Linked DNA regions of Mus musculus: all the other regions are linked to region 1. A link is a contact called in public Hi-C and HiChIP or PLAC-seq data. All regions are on one chromosome and are shown on one strand. Each heading gives the region's core, a stretch centred on a gene start, on an enhancer-like site or on the middle of the called end of the contact. The rest is flanking DNA. Distances are from core to core; before and after follow the strand shown.

What was found. Hi-C and Micro-C count contacts between places; a contact is called where the count stands out from the background. HiChIP or PLAC-seq counts read pairs in DNA pulled down with a chosen protein or histone mark.
Region 2: an H3K4me3 HiChIP or PLAC-seq map of embryonic stem cells shows a contact between it and region 1, with 13 read pairs. The contact joins the promoter of Dusp6 here to the promoter of Kitl in region 1. A contact is called at or near these places in 2 of 484 Hi-C or Micro-C datasets (cerebral cortex and group 2 innate lymphoid cells), 3 of 115 datasets of contacts at active chromatin or transcription factors (astrocytes and embryonic stem cells) and 1 of 9 other capture datasets (adipose tissue).
Region 3: a Hi-C map of cerebral cortex shows a contact between it and region 1, with 3 times the contacts expected there. The contact joins the enhancer-like site here to the promoter of Kitl in region 1. A contact is called at or near these places in 5 of 39 promoter capture datasets (the 3T3-L1 cell line, cranial neural crest, hippocampal neurons and 1 more), 2 of 484 Hi-C or Micro-C datasets (cerebral cortex and ventral hippocampal neurons), 3 of 115 datasets of contacts at active chromatin or transcription factors (astrocytes, embryonic forebrain and forebrain) and 1 of 9 other capture datasets (adipose tissue).

The regions. Positions count from the first base shown.
Region 1 is chr10:100,012,633-100,017,452 of GRCm38.p6, reverse strand. It overlaps Kitl (kit ligand), which reads right to left and starts at 1,632. Exons shown (of 10, transcript NM_013598.3): 1 at 1,418-1,632. The coding sequence starts at 1,432.
Region 2 is chr10:99,260,408-99,265,139 of GRCm38.p6, reverse strand. Dusp6 (dual specificity phosphatase 6) reads right to left here and starts at 1,909. Exons shown (of 3, transcript NM_026268.3): 1 at 1,049-1,909; 2 at 159-596. The coding sequence starts at 1,448.
Region 3 is chr10:99,163,579-99,168,062 of GRCm38.p6, reverse strand. Poc1b (POC1 centriolar protein B) reads right to left here. Exons shown (of 12, transcript NM_027740.7): 10 at 3,114-3,194. Among named protein-coding and RNA genes, the nearest start is that of Galnt4, 58 kb to the right of the region's middle. Within about 2 kb of position 2,767, at least 46 of the 459 cell types and tissues checked have an H3K27ac peak or open chromatin away from gene starts, as enhancers often do. A contact at or near this core is called in cerebral cortex and forebrain, where this site is marked.

The DNA of each region.
Region 1 (4,820 bases), core at 383-2,882:
GCAGCTGCTCTAAGCAGAACACCTCCAGGATGCCAGGCCATGCTCCCTCCCCCTATCTGTTTCCAAGCCAGGAAAAGGTGCTTTATTCTTGCTGTTTCCTCATGGGTCGGTATCCCAGCCTAGATAGCTATTTAAAATAAGACGTCCTATGAGTAATTTAATAAATTACCTCCAACACACTGATGCCTTCATCAATGCTGAAAATGAGCACAAAACCTCCCATCCCATCCCCTTCCATACATTTCAGAAATTTACATCACCTATAGAATGGAGGGAGCAGGGCACCTGAAAGAACAGCTTTACCCAACCTGCTGCAGACAGAACACTTCAGAAAGGAAGAACCATGAAGAGGTAGCAACCGCGAGGGTAGAGGGTAGAAAGAACTATAGAGGAGAAAGAATTACTACAGTGGCTCTTTCCACACATACACCCTCCCCCGTCAACGAAGAAAAGACATAATTGTACCCCCGGGCTATGTTTTATGCATAAAGCGCAATTTAGAGACCCTGGGCATTATCTCAATAACTATCTTTAGGAGGTGCACATTAAAAAAAAAAGGAGAAGTAGGAAGAAGAAGAGGGAGGAGGAGGAGGAGGAGGAGGAGTAGAAGAAGAAGAAGAAGAAGAAGAAGAAGAAGAAGAAGAAGAAGAAGAAGAAGAAGAAGAAGAAGAAGAAGAAGAAGAAGAAGAAGAAGAAGAAGAAGAAAAGAACTTTTGCTGTTCTGTAATGGGAGAGGTTGTCTTGTCATGCAGTGTGGAAGTACTACTACTCCATCTAGAGCTTTCTGGAGGGCCCACCCAGAGCTGTGAACCCGGCCGACACCGCAGGCTGCCAAGTTTTCCCCGCCTGCCGGGCAGGTTCTGCACCCCGCCTGGCGCTGCCGCCTAGGAGCTCTGGGTTGGCTTCGCTCCAGCGGCTGAGCCCGCGTCCGCACCGCGTCCCGCGCCCACCTGGGGACTGCACAGATAAATCTGCCTGCGAGAGCGAGCGAGGGTGGCGCGTGGGAAGCTGTTTCATAATCTCCCCGAATCCACGGGGAAAGACCTCCGGTCCAAAAAAATTAAAAAATTAAATAAGAAACCCAAGCCTTCCCGGTGATAACTCCAACACCCAGGCGGAGGAAGCGTAGCCTGCATCGGCGGTTTGCCACTGACAGCTTCAAACTTCGCAGCTGCGGCTGCAAACTTGCCACAGGCTCACTCTCAGCCCTGGCTCTCCCCAGCTCCCGGGCTCACCCCTGGGGCGGCGGCTCGGGCTCTCACACCACGCCTGTCTCTCCCACACCCTCCTGGCTCACCGGGAGGGCGCAGCCCCACATGGCCTGGTTGCCGGTCCCAGAGCGCGCCGGGCTCCCCGGGGCTCCCGGAGCGATTTTCTTGGAAAGCTTCCGAGCTCCTCCCGGGCGTGCCCTACTCACTTGTGTCTTCTTCATAAGGAAAGGCAGCGCTGCGATCCAGCCCAGGCAGCGGTGTGGCGACTCCGTTTAGCTGTTCTGGAGCTCCAGCATATTGCACCAGCAGCGGCTGCAGATAGTCCCAGCATTGGGTAGCTCGAACGCAGCGCCCCGTCCTTGGCCGTTGCTTTCCCGCGGCACTCTCGGTCCCGGTGACAGACAGCAAATGAAGCCCCGGCTGCTGCGCCGCCAGCGCTTTTTATACAGCTCCCTCCCGCCCGCCCGCCAGCTCCGGACACGCCTCCTTCCCTTCCGGAGCCTCGGGGAGGAGAGCCGCGCACCGAGTCCAGGCTGGGAGACCCGGGAGCGCGCTGAAGGGCGGGGATCTTCCCAGAGGTTGGACCGATCGAGCCTGGTGCGTCCCCTGTCTGGGTACTGGCCAGAGTCCCTGAGGCACCGGGAGTCTCGGATGCCGCTGAGCAACCTGCAGTAGCTGCCCTGTGCCCGGCTCCCCAGTCCGCAGCAAGCTCACCAGCACTGTCCGGGTACCCTCGTTGCACCGCGCACAGTGGAGAGGGTCCTGGCTCAGGAGCCGCGTGGTCGGATAGACTTCACTTGGTTCTTTTCCCCTACCTCGCCTCAGGGAAATAGAACCAACAACCAAAAAAGTTTAATTACAATCCCATTGTCTTAGCTAGTTTTTCTCTTCTCTTCTTTTCTCTTTTCTTTTCTTTTCCTTTCTGTTCCGTTCCTTTCTCTTCTTTCTTTCCTTCCTTCTTCCTTCCTCCCTTTCCTTTTTCCTTTTGTTTCTCCTCAGTTACTTTAGTGAGAAAACAAGTGACTCAGGATTAAATGGTACTAAAGGAGATGCTGTTTTCAACAGTTTACTACAGAGCCTTTGGAAAACAAAATTGAAAGAAAAAGATAGCTTACTAACTGCGGGTTGTTCTCACAGAAAGGGTTTTGAAAGGTCCACTTTCAGATTAGGAAAGTTTGTAAAAATCAGAAAGCGAACAATGGCCATAGTAACACATCTCATAACATTATGTGATGGATCTTTTATTACGTAGTAGGTGTTGTGCAAGAACTATTCATAAATTATCTCTTTTGCCCATAGGCCTAGTGTGTGCCTGGTGAGTGAGTGAGTATGTGTGTGTGTGTGCGCGCGCGTGCATGTGTGTGTGTGTGTGTGTGTGTGTGTGTGTGTGTTTTCCATGTTATAGATTAAGAAATAGCCTCAAGAGGTTAATTCCCCCCCCCAAAAAAACCCCGAGAGTTGTGATTCAAATCCAGAACCTTGGACATACTGCCCTAAAAAAAAAATAATATGCCAAATAAGAATGTTCTTTTTCTCGAAGCCCTTCAATATTTTTAAAGGTAATTGAGGAAAACGAAAAGGCATTTTGTTATTTTTATAAGGAAAATATTAGCCTCAAATCCCCATCAGTAATTTTTTGGAACAAGTATGCTGTCCAGTCATTCTTATAAGAGAGGAGTATTCCAAATTTGGTTTGAGAAGCTCACTTGCCATTGTTAAAAAACAAACAAAACAAAAAGTTAATATGCCAAACTCCCTTTGCTAGTTGCCTACTTGTGCTGCGAGAATTTAACTCAGAATAAATGTTGTAAATGGTCACATGTTCATCTTACTGTTGAGGGTCAAAAGTCCAAAATGGCTATTGTTGAGGGAAAACCAGCTGTTGCCAAGACTGCATTCCTCTCCGCAGGCTGAGTGAGAGAATTCATTTCCTTGCCTTTCCCAGCTTTGAAGGCTGCCCAGGTTCCTACACTCACAGCCACCTTTATCTTCAAAGCCAGCAATGTTGAACTAAGTCTCCTATCAGACCAATCTTACCTACTGGTCTGCCTCCCTGTGCCACTTCTAAGGGATTGGGAAATTGCATTGGTTTACCTGATGATTGGTGATCCAGAAAAAAATATGTCCCACTTTAAAGGCAATTGTTTATCAATCTGAATCCTGGATTCTTGACGGAAGTGCTAGGGAGCATATATAACAGATGCCAAGCACGAGGAAGGACATGGCTACTTTGGAGCTGATATCCTGTCTGCTGCACTCATCTGCAACTTTGTGGAGGGAAGTCTGTGCTGCGAGCTCCCAACTAGAACAGTAATTCCTTCAGTTACAAGATTATTACATTTTGGTGTGGGAGACCAGAAGAAAAGCTAAAAATATCATACCACTGATTTTTCCCCTCAACAAAAAAAACGGTGCAGCATACCATTTTGACCAGAAAAAGCAAGAAGGCTAAAATGGTACCAATTATAATCACATTGGAAACTCTTAAAGTAAGGGCTCCTGTCTGATACTGTTGCCCCTTCAGTGTACAACCCCTTCAGTGTGCCTTTGGTTTGTCAGACAGAATCAAATACCCATTGTATGTACAGAGGATTTTTATCCTACAGTTTGCCTTGAGATCTAATGAATTTTTAGGGAATTTGATTTTCCGTATGATTCACCTGTAGGCTGTAAGAACTTGTTTCTAAGATTCAAAGCCAGGCATTTATAACCACAAAAGCCCTGAGATGACATTATTAGGTTCATGGTTTACAGAATGCTGAGTTTGTTTATAATGTGAATATATGCTAAAAAGTATATTCAATAATAGAATAGATCAGCAGAATATAAGTGATTTCAAATAGACATTTAAATGTTTTCTGTATAAATCTCCTTATCAAAATTAATATAAAAAATAACTGGGCTATATAAAGAAAGGTAGGCTGTGCACATGTTTAACTTAAGAGATAGAGGCCGATGGATCTCTCTGAGTTCCAAACCAGCCAGAGCTAAATAGTAAGGTTGTGCTGAAGAAGGAAGAAGAAGAGGTGGAGGAGGAGGAAGAGAAAGAGAAAAAAGGAAAGAACAAGAAAAAGAAGAAGCAGGAAAGAATGGAGCAGGGATGAACATAAATACCTAGAATATTACAAAGAAATGCTTCATCTGAATACCTGGAACATAGCGAGTGTTTTCCTCTATTAACGTTACATTGTGAGGCCGGAGAGTTAGCTCAGTTACTGAAAGCATTTACTGTCTTACCAGAGGACCCAAGCTGCATTGTCAGAACTATTAGGTGGATGGACGTCACTCAGGACACTCAACATCCTCTTCTGAATCCTATGGCCACTGGCACACATGTACCAGACACACAGATACACACATATGCATGTGAATAAAAATAAATATTTTAGAAGGAGATCATCTTCATGTGAGCCAATGCAGTGAAAAACTGGGGACATGGATTAAATCTGCAGAACCCTTGGAAGAGTGGACAGAGCATCAACTCCACGGAGTCACCCTCTTTACTCTGTACGCAGACTTTGGCATGTGTGAAGCCCCACAGATATCATACACATACATGCATAATAGCAATAATGAAAGTCATAAAAATATTTTGAGGTCAAGTATTTA
Region 2 (4,732 bases), core at 660-3,159, 750 kb after region 1:
ATCTGCTACGTCAACGGGCCCTGTTTTCCCTTTAAGCAAGAAGGTAAACAAGAATTAACACTCTTAAAGACAGTAGAAGACCTGCAGTCCAGCAAAACAGCCTGCAGGAAAACAGATTAAGATCTTCAACTCTATGAATGACTGTAAATTAGTCTCACCTATGAAAGAAATGGCCTCAGGGAAAAACTGGGACAGGTTTTGGCTCCAGTGATCCGAGATAGGAATTTGCTTGTATTTGAACTCGCCCGCATTCTCAAACAGATTGGGCAAATTGGGGGTGACATTCAAGATGTACTTGATGCCAAACTCTTCCAACACGTCCAAGTTGGTCGAGTCCTTGGCACAGCCCAGGTAAAGGAAGGGCAAAATCTCCACCGGGAAGGAAGGCTGGCTGTTGGACAGCGGGCTGCCATCAGAGTCCGTTGCACTATTGGGGTCTCGGTCAAGGTCAGACTCAATGTCCGAGGAAGAGTCCGAGCTGATCCGCAGGCCCCCGAGCCCCAGCACTGGCAAAGGCGGGGAACTGCTGCTGCACGAGCCGTCTAGATTGGTCTCGCAGTGCAGGGCGAACTCGGCCTGGAACTTACTGAAGCCACCTGCCAGAAACAAGAAAAGCAATCTTGTAACCGGAGAAGCTGTAGTAATTTACAGCTAGTGAGAAGCACAAAGAACACTATGGACAGGCACCCTAGGAACCCCCGGCAGTGGTAGAAGCACGCTTCAATGCGCACCTTTAGGAACACTACCCGCTGCTTACCCTGGGAACACTTATTCTCCTGAATCTGGAAATGCACAAGATTACTTTTCTTAATATTTCGAGGAGCTGCGAGGTGCCAAGCTGCACCCTGAACTACGTTTCCAGCTCTTGTGAACCTTAATCCTACACCTACCCAAAGAAAGGTGCCTGATTAACCCTTGAAGGAGAAGCTACCACGGTGGCCCAGCTAGCTCCCCTAAGCGCAATGCAAGCGGCGATCGCTACCTCGCTAACATTTTCCCCAGCCTGCAGTCCCAGCCCGGAGCCCTGCACCCGGGGCGCACAACATACCTTCCAGGTAGAACGCCCGGCAGCCCTCGTCTTTGAGTTTCTTGAGCAGCAGCCCGAGGACCGACTCTCCACCAGTGTTCTCATTCCAGTCGCTGCTATTCTCGTCGTACAGCACCACGGTGTCGGTGCCGCAGCGCCTGGTAAAGCGGTCCCGGTCCTCGCAGCGCGTGAAGAGCGCACGCACGGGCAGGTTGCCCTTCTGCAGACGCCGCAGCATGATGCCGGGGATGGCCACATTAATGGCAGATTCGATGTGTGACGACTCGTACAGCTCCTGTGGTCGGCAGTCCATCAGCAGAAGCCGTTCGTTGCCCAGCTCCAGCTGCTCGTTGAGCCACGACACCGTCTTGCAGATCGCCATTTCCGACGCGAAGGGCACGGGTCTGAGCGTATCTATCATGGGGGTCGAGCTGCAGGAGAAGGCGGGGTGCCTAGCAGACGCCCCTCGAGGCAGGCATAGGCCGAGCACGCTGCGCGAAGCTCCCGCTCTCGGAGCGGGGTTTGATTCCGCCTCGCCTTTCCCAAGCCGAGGCTAGCGGTTAGGGAAAGCGACACAGAAGTCAAGTCGGTGGTCCCTCTGCACCAGATCACTCTCCGAGTCAATGAATCTCTCTCTCTGAATGAAGGTGCCCAGTTTTGTTCCTACCCAGTGAATGAAATCCAATTAATTCGGACTCCGTGCCACTGAGAGGAGAAAAAGGGAAAAGAAAAAAAGTCTAGCGGCTCTTAATCCTTCCCTCTGAGGCTGCACCTCGGATCCAACCCGGTGTTTCTCGCCGGATTATTCAAGACTGGGTTTGCTCACAGTCCCTAGGACTCCGCGAGAGCACACCCCCTGTGCGAGGCAGCTCCTCAATGGATACAAACAGCCAGCGTCTCAATGGATACATTCTCTCGGTCAGCCAATGAGCGCGCTGCGGAAGGGGCTGTTGCCGTGGGGACGGGCCGGCTGGAACAGGTTGTGTTGATGAATTGTTAATGAGTTTGTCATTCACAAAAACGGAAAGGAATTTCCGCTCCGGATAAGCCCCAGTGCAAACAAGCTGCAACTGCGGGCTCGGCGGGAGGAAGGAGAAAGAAGAGGAGGCGGCGGTGGAGGAGGAGCAGGGCACATAAACCAGGGCACTAAAGTTGTCTCGTGTTTCCTTCTGTTTAGAGTTCACACTTCGCGTCTAACTCTTGCGCACCAGTAGTGCAATTAGCAAGCACAAAAGCCCTTATTCGCGACGCTTACAATCTTAAGTTAGCCTTAATAAAACTTGAGGGGTTTTCCCCCTTTTTAATTCTCTTTAACGCTAGATCCAAGCCCGCCATAGCGCCGCCCCTGCTCCCCCACCCCCAACCCGGTCCTCCTTTAGATCGTGTGTGGCATTTGTTTGGCTCTTTTAAAAGTCTAGTTCTGTTTGTTCTAATGTCCTTTTAGGCGAGGCTGTGTTGGGACTGGTGGACTGCCTGGGCTTTAGCGACCCAACGAAGTGTTAAATGCTAATCCAACATCTCTAGAAACAAACTAGTGTTTTGTTGAAACATTTTAAAGCAACTAAGCAAACAAGCGTTTGGTTGTCCAGAAAACCAGAAGCGCCCCAACCCCGGGCTTTCTCAACTTTCTTGGCGGCAGCGGAGGGGGGGGGGCGGGTGGTGTAAGCACCCAAAACCTTGTCAGCTATCCCTGCACTTTTCTTCTGCTCCGGTGAAGTGGGGGCATTCTGAGCCATTGTTCCGGAGATCTTGCTCCCCACCACCATCACCGGTCACCCATCGAGCCTGGGGAGTCGAGCTCCTTTAACGATCTGGAGCCAAGAGCAGAGTTTGGTTTCTAAGAGGAACCGGTCTGGCAAGGCAGCCTAGGTTAGGTGCCTGGGACGACAGGCCTCACCAACGTTTCCTGCACCCCGGAGACCTGCAAGCCTGCGGGAACTCAAGCGTAAACAGTGGCGGTTGTGGACAGAGGCCGGTCCCCTATCCTTTCTAGGCTGCAGCGGTCCCCGGGCCCCGCAAGGAGCACGCTAGCAGCTCCAAACGCGCTTGCGCGCTGCGCTTTGGCCGCAGCATTGCTGCTCTGGGGGATGGGGGGGGGGGGGCAGGACACGCGACGACCCCGTGATCGCTTGTAAGGCCGTCGCGGAACCGTCGCCTAGTGAGAGACCTGGAGCGGAAAAGGAGCCAGAGGTGTCCCTGTCTGGACCCCATGGTTCCAGAGTTAGGGTTGGGAAGTCTCATGGGCACCACCCGCAGGCAACTCAGGACGGAGGCGGCACCGGAGCCGGATGGAGGCGTGGCCGGCGGGGGCCGCGACGGCGACAAGAGCGCATCCCCGGCGCGCTCGGTTCTATTGTTATATAAAAGTGCAGAGGCCGCCCCTCCCGGACGGAAAACCACCTGTGTGCGGCGACGGCGGGCCCTGCGGAAGGCGCGCGTCCCGATCCGGTCAGCCCCTCGGGTCCCAGGGAAAGGAGCTGGGCTTTGTCCGGCCGCGACCGGGAGGCGGAAGCGCCGGCTGCGGCCCTTCCCGAATCCGGGGCGCGGAGGGCGTCTAAGGTCACGGGATCTCCCCAGCCCAGCGCCTCGCAGCCGGGTCCTACCTACTGTCGCCCGCAAAGCAATTTGCATTTTTAATCACCCGCCTCTTCCGGGGTTTGGGAAATGTGGGCTAAAACAGGGCGACTTGGAGGTCCAAGTAGCCAATTTTGGAGCCCTCCCGCAGGCAGGCGCCCCAGAAGGAGCGTTTTGATGAAAATGGGGGTTGCCTCCAACCTCTCTCCGCGCCTTTTTTGGGCAGCACTGGGAACAAAACGCCCATATTTCATTGGCTAGCTTCCAACTCCCGCTGGGGTAGGCCTGTGCTGCAGCTGACGCCCCCAGATCCTTCCCCATCTGTTACAGGTTTTCCCACCCTGAGACATTTCAGTCTGTGGGACCAATGGTTAGGAGGAGGGAAGTGGGGTGCTCCGCGGAAACGTGAAGGACAAGCCTCAACCTCCAAACAGAAGAGGGAAGCAGGTTGGGTTTTTCTTTACCAAAATTTGAAGTGAAGCACCAGACAGTTGGGAGGTTGATAATAATATCTTTGCACACTGGTGGAGAGCTCTAAGCATTTGTACCTATGTTTCTGAGTCTGAATTTTTTCCCACTTCCTTCAGGAAATTTGACCTTTCGATCTAACTATATCCAGTTACAGTTTTTTCTCCTTGTCATCTTTCTTGTATTTTACAGGGTCTTTGTAATATTAAGTGGGCACCATGTGTGGGAATGTCATGCCCGTTAGCTGATATGCTTATATGTTTTTGAGCTAACCTGCAAAATGGCTTGAGCACTTTGGGAGGTTTTTTGGCCAAGGTCGGATTTTTTTGTTTGTTTGTTTGCTTTTTTTGTTTGGTTGGTTTTTTGTTGTTGTTTTGTTTTGTTTTTTAATTTCCTGCCCCAAACACTCCCTTTTAAGTCTGCTTGATAGCCTGCCAGGTTCCTCACTTGCAGCTAACCCCTCAAAGGTCTGCTCAGAACAGTTTAATTCACTCTAGTTTAATAATGGGGCAAAGCAGGAGAGAGATGTCCTACTCCAGCTCAAATGACACCTTACCCAGGTTACCTTGGTGGACTGGGATGTCTTAACTTCTTGAGGTTGCCTTTTAAAAAGTTGGTTTACAGGGGCTGGAGAGATGTTTCAGCGGCTAAGGGCACTGATTG
Region 3 (4,484 bases), core at 1,518-4,017, 850 kb after region 1:
CCCAAACAACAACAATAACAAAAACCCCAAACCGTCAAAAAACTTTAAGACTACAATTTACCTGAAGGTAACAGGTTTCTTTGTGTGTGTGTGTGGGTGTGGTGTGGTGTGGTGGGGGTGGGGTGTATATGCCTGTAGTTGGCAGTATGTAGGTAAATGTAGAAACCAGAGGTTGAATTCAGGTGTCATTCTGGGAAGCCATCCACTTTGTTTTTTGAGATTAGGTCTCTGACTAGCCTGGAACTTGCTAAGCCGGCAAGATCGTCTGGTCAGTGAACCCTCATATCTGGGCTCTCCTCAGCTTGGATTACTGGCTCTCCCCACCAAACCCAGCTTTATATACAGTTTTTGGGAATTAAGATCCTCCTGTTCACACGGTACACTTTATCTACAGTGTCATCTCTTTAGTCGCAACAAACTCCTTCAATTATATTCCTATTTGAGGAGAGTGGCAAAGAGAATCTGAAATACCCCACCCTGTGTAGCCACATCATAGGTGGCAAATGCTAAAAGCCTATGTATAAATGTGCATGTTAGCAATGGAACTCAGGGTTTCTTTCAAGCATGCTAGCCAAACCTCAACTGCTGAGCTATATTCTAGCCATCTCTGATTCAAAGTCTGATGGCAGAACCATGGTCTATTTCTATGAAAATATTAAGAGTCAAACCAGAATCCTAAAGAAAAGAGTCTTTAAAAAGCCAAAAAACAAACAAACAAACAAAAAAACCAACCAAGTAAACAAAAAACAAAAAACCCAACCCTATATATGTGACTTGATTATAACCAAAATAAAGATTTTGAGGCGATAAACATTCTAAAACCATGACTACATGATAGCCAATACTTTTGCAGAGAATTATTTGGGGGTGGTACAACCAAGGTTTAAAAATATAGACTGGTAACAACTGATTTTTTGTTTGTTTGTTTGTTTGTTTGGTTTGTTTTTTTCGAGACAGGGTTTCTCTGTATAGCCCTGGCTGTCCTGGAACTCACTTTGTAGACCAGGCTGGTCTCGAACTCAGAAATCCACCTGCCTCTGCCTCCCAAGTGCTGGGATTAAAGGCGTGTGCCACCATGCCCAGCTTACAACTGATTTTGGTATCCAAATATTATATCAAAATTTCTGTCAGGCATTAGAGACAGAAGTACAAGCCACAAAGATACCAACAGTTACTTTGTATGCCTTAATTTCTCCTCTATAGTGAGACATTAGAGGATAGCTAAGACTCACCTTAGTGTAGCTTCTATGTGCTAGCCAAACTGCTACAGGCACACACTCCCAGCCCTTTGCCTTTCATAGTCTTACTATATAATTCATGCTAGCCTCAAACTCAAAACCCTCCTGCCCCTGACTCCTGAACTCTAAATTAGAATGTGCCACGATGTTTGGCTTTGCTACTCTAAAGTGAAGTCACTGGTGTTCGACTGGCTTTGTTACATAAAGGCAGCTTCACATTACTCAGGCTAGTGCTCCCCTCTTGTGGATGACTGACTGTTCTACTTAGTGCTCCCCTCTTGTGGATGACACTCCTTCATCACAGTCCCACAAATACCACATAAACTAGCTGATTCTGGTTCTTCTGGGTTACCGTCAAGGGATAAGTACCCTTTTGCTCTAGCTGGTGACAGGCCCACCTTCAGAGCAAACTTGGTTTCTTTGTTTTTTGTTTTTAAAATATGAGTACACTGTTGCTCTCTTCAGACACACCAGAAGAGGGCATCAATCCCATTACAGATGGTTGTGAGCCACCATGTGGTTGCTGGGAATTGAACTCAGGACCTCTGGAAAAGTAGCCAGTGCTCTTAACTGATGAGCCACCTCTCTAGCCCCAAGTCAGGAGTCTTTGCAAAGCTTAAAGGGTACCGGCAGGGGGAGTGAGTCTCAAAAAGAGAAGGAAAACTCTGAGACAGTTTCTAAGTCAGGAGCACTAAAGTCGAGCCTGCTGGTGACTTCCCAAGCTACCTTATCTACAGAATACAAAGTCAGCTCACTGGGACATATGGGGTCAGAGGCATGGGGTGTGTCAAGTTCATTGAAGACTAACTATAGGGAGAGCACTGTGCCAAGTTTTAGCTAGCTAGCTAATGTTTAGATAAATTTAATTGGACAAGTCACTCATTCGTGCAGAAATGCTGAGGGTTTGTGGATGTGAGCACGGTAAGTGCCCAGATCAGCTCCACCACAGACTCGTGCCTTCCCTTCACAGTGAGGGCCTGCTTGCTGCTATGTGGCTCTCGCTGCTGCGTCTTCTCAGAGAAGAACATTCTCACTGGCACTAACTCTGAGAGGACCCTTCATAGCTGCAGGACTGCAGTGCTTCCTGGGGACAGGCAGAACTCCTTTGCGCTAGATTTGCTTCTTGGCATCTACTTGAGTCTATATGTCAGGCTGTGTTTCTTTAAAATTTTACCCACAATACTGAACTAAATGGACAGCGTGGTGTCAGTGTGGTCACAGGCAACACTGTTCTTCCTGCTCTCAGAGCAGGGCTTGTGCTAATCAGCAGCGTTACTGTGATTTGTGTAGAAGAGAGGGCAGACACAGAAGGTAGATGGCTCAAACTGTCTCTGAAACCTTCAGATGCGCAACATATACGGATCATTTTTATAAACAAAATTGTAAGTAGTAGAGATACTTTATTTCTGGGTAATCCATCAAGAGAGTAACATAAACAAAGCAGAGGAACTGCCATTTTTAGGGCAGTACAGTCTTCTCTATGACAGCAGGGTAGTACCCCAGGACAGGGAGCAGGGGATAGGGGGCAGAGGATGGGGGAGAAGGGAGCAGGGAACAGGGTAGGCAGGAGGTAGGGGACAGGGGGGGCAGGAAATAGGGGGGCGGGGGGAAGTGAGCAGGAAACAAGGGGGGCAGGGGTACAGGGAGGGTGAGTTCGACTGAGTTTAAGATATTCCAAGGTAAAACTGTTCTGGAAATGGCTGCTGCTCCCCCTGGTGGTATTTTAGAAACGTAGAAATGACTTTGTATACAGCCTTGCTGTGCTGAAAGGTTAGGCCACCGAGCTCACGCTTTATCCCCGATTCTTTCACTTTGTAAGGAAATAGACTGTGACAAATGGTGCAGCACCGCTTAAGTTAGAGAAAGACTACTTACTGTGGTTGAATCGAAAGAAAGGACATCCACCACGGGGGGAGACGAGCTCTGCAAATCCATCACCTCACGCTTGGGATTAATCTGTGTGCACACATGAATAAGTCAACGGGACATCCTCTGTCATAAGGACCAATACTAAAAAAAGAGAAGTATTTATAATCTATTCTAAAAATAAAGCATATACTCATGGATAAGGCACAGATACTGGCAAAATATGGTTTCACTAAGCCTACCAATGTACACACTATCGACAATGTTGCAGTTAAGCAGGAAATGGCCATTTTCACATTCTAAAAGCAATGCAATTCACCTACAGAGGAATATTAAAATAGAAAGACCCACCTCAAGAGATGCAGAAAATATCCTAGCCAGTACATTAAAACAAGAAAAAGAAATACAATGTTAAGATGTATGAATCAGAGAGGAAATGATAAAGTTTCATTTAAAAACTCAGTGACTACCAATGGAGAGCTAAACAGGACCTACTTCTGAGCCCTCAGCCTCACCAAGAGAACCAAAGAGCACTGCCAGCCCCACTCAACACACAGACCCAAGTGGATTTTAACATGACGTTAAAATACGGACAGTTTCGAAAGTACTGAAGAAAACCCACCAGGAATTCATGGGAAAGACTAAGACTTCATTGACTCGAAAGTTTCAAGTAAACAGAAAGTTGTACTGTGGATGGTTTGGAAGAAGAGCAAGGCGTGGGTGGGAAACAAACACCATAAGATTCAATGGCATCTGTCTATAGACAAGGATGATGGACCGTTTTAAGAACTGGCTAGGTCCACGGATCCCGGCTAGCAAGGGTCGGCAGGAGATATGTAGAACCCAAACGTGATGATCAAACGGTAAAACCAGCAAGAACAAAAAATTTACGGTTATTATTCCAACCAGAGGTGGAGAACAGCATCTGAAAACCCGGAAAAGCAAAAGCTGCAAGCAAGGGGGATGCGTCTGTGATCGATCACGGATGCTGTGGGAGAGCTGTGTCACTGTGAGGATCATTATGAGGTCGAATACCGGAAAAGCAGAATATCTAATATCTGTACGCAAGCTTATACACGGAAATGTAGACAACAGAAATCCCATGGAAAAACAAATCTCAGAAGTGAAACCGTCAGAGGTTCTCTGCAGCAGTGAAAATGGCAAGAAGCACCATTGCTAACACAGGAGTGCTCCATACTGTCAGCAGCGCGCACGGCCCTTTGTAACTGTAGAGACTGCCTGCGAGGTAAAGCCACTGAGACACAAGGCTCCGTACACATATAAATGTGTCAGTTCACGTTATATAAACATCTCAGGGTTTTTTTTTTAAAGATTTATTTATTTATTATATGTAAGTACACTGTAGCTTTCCTCAGATAC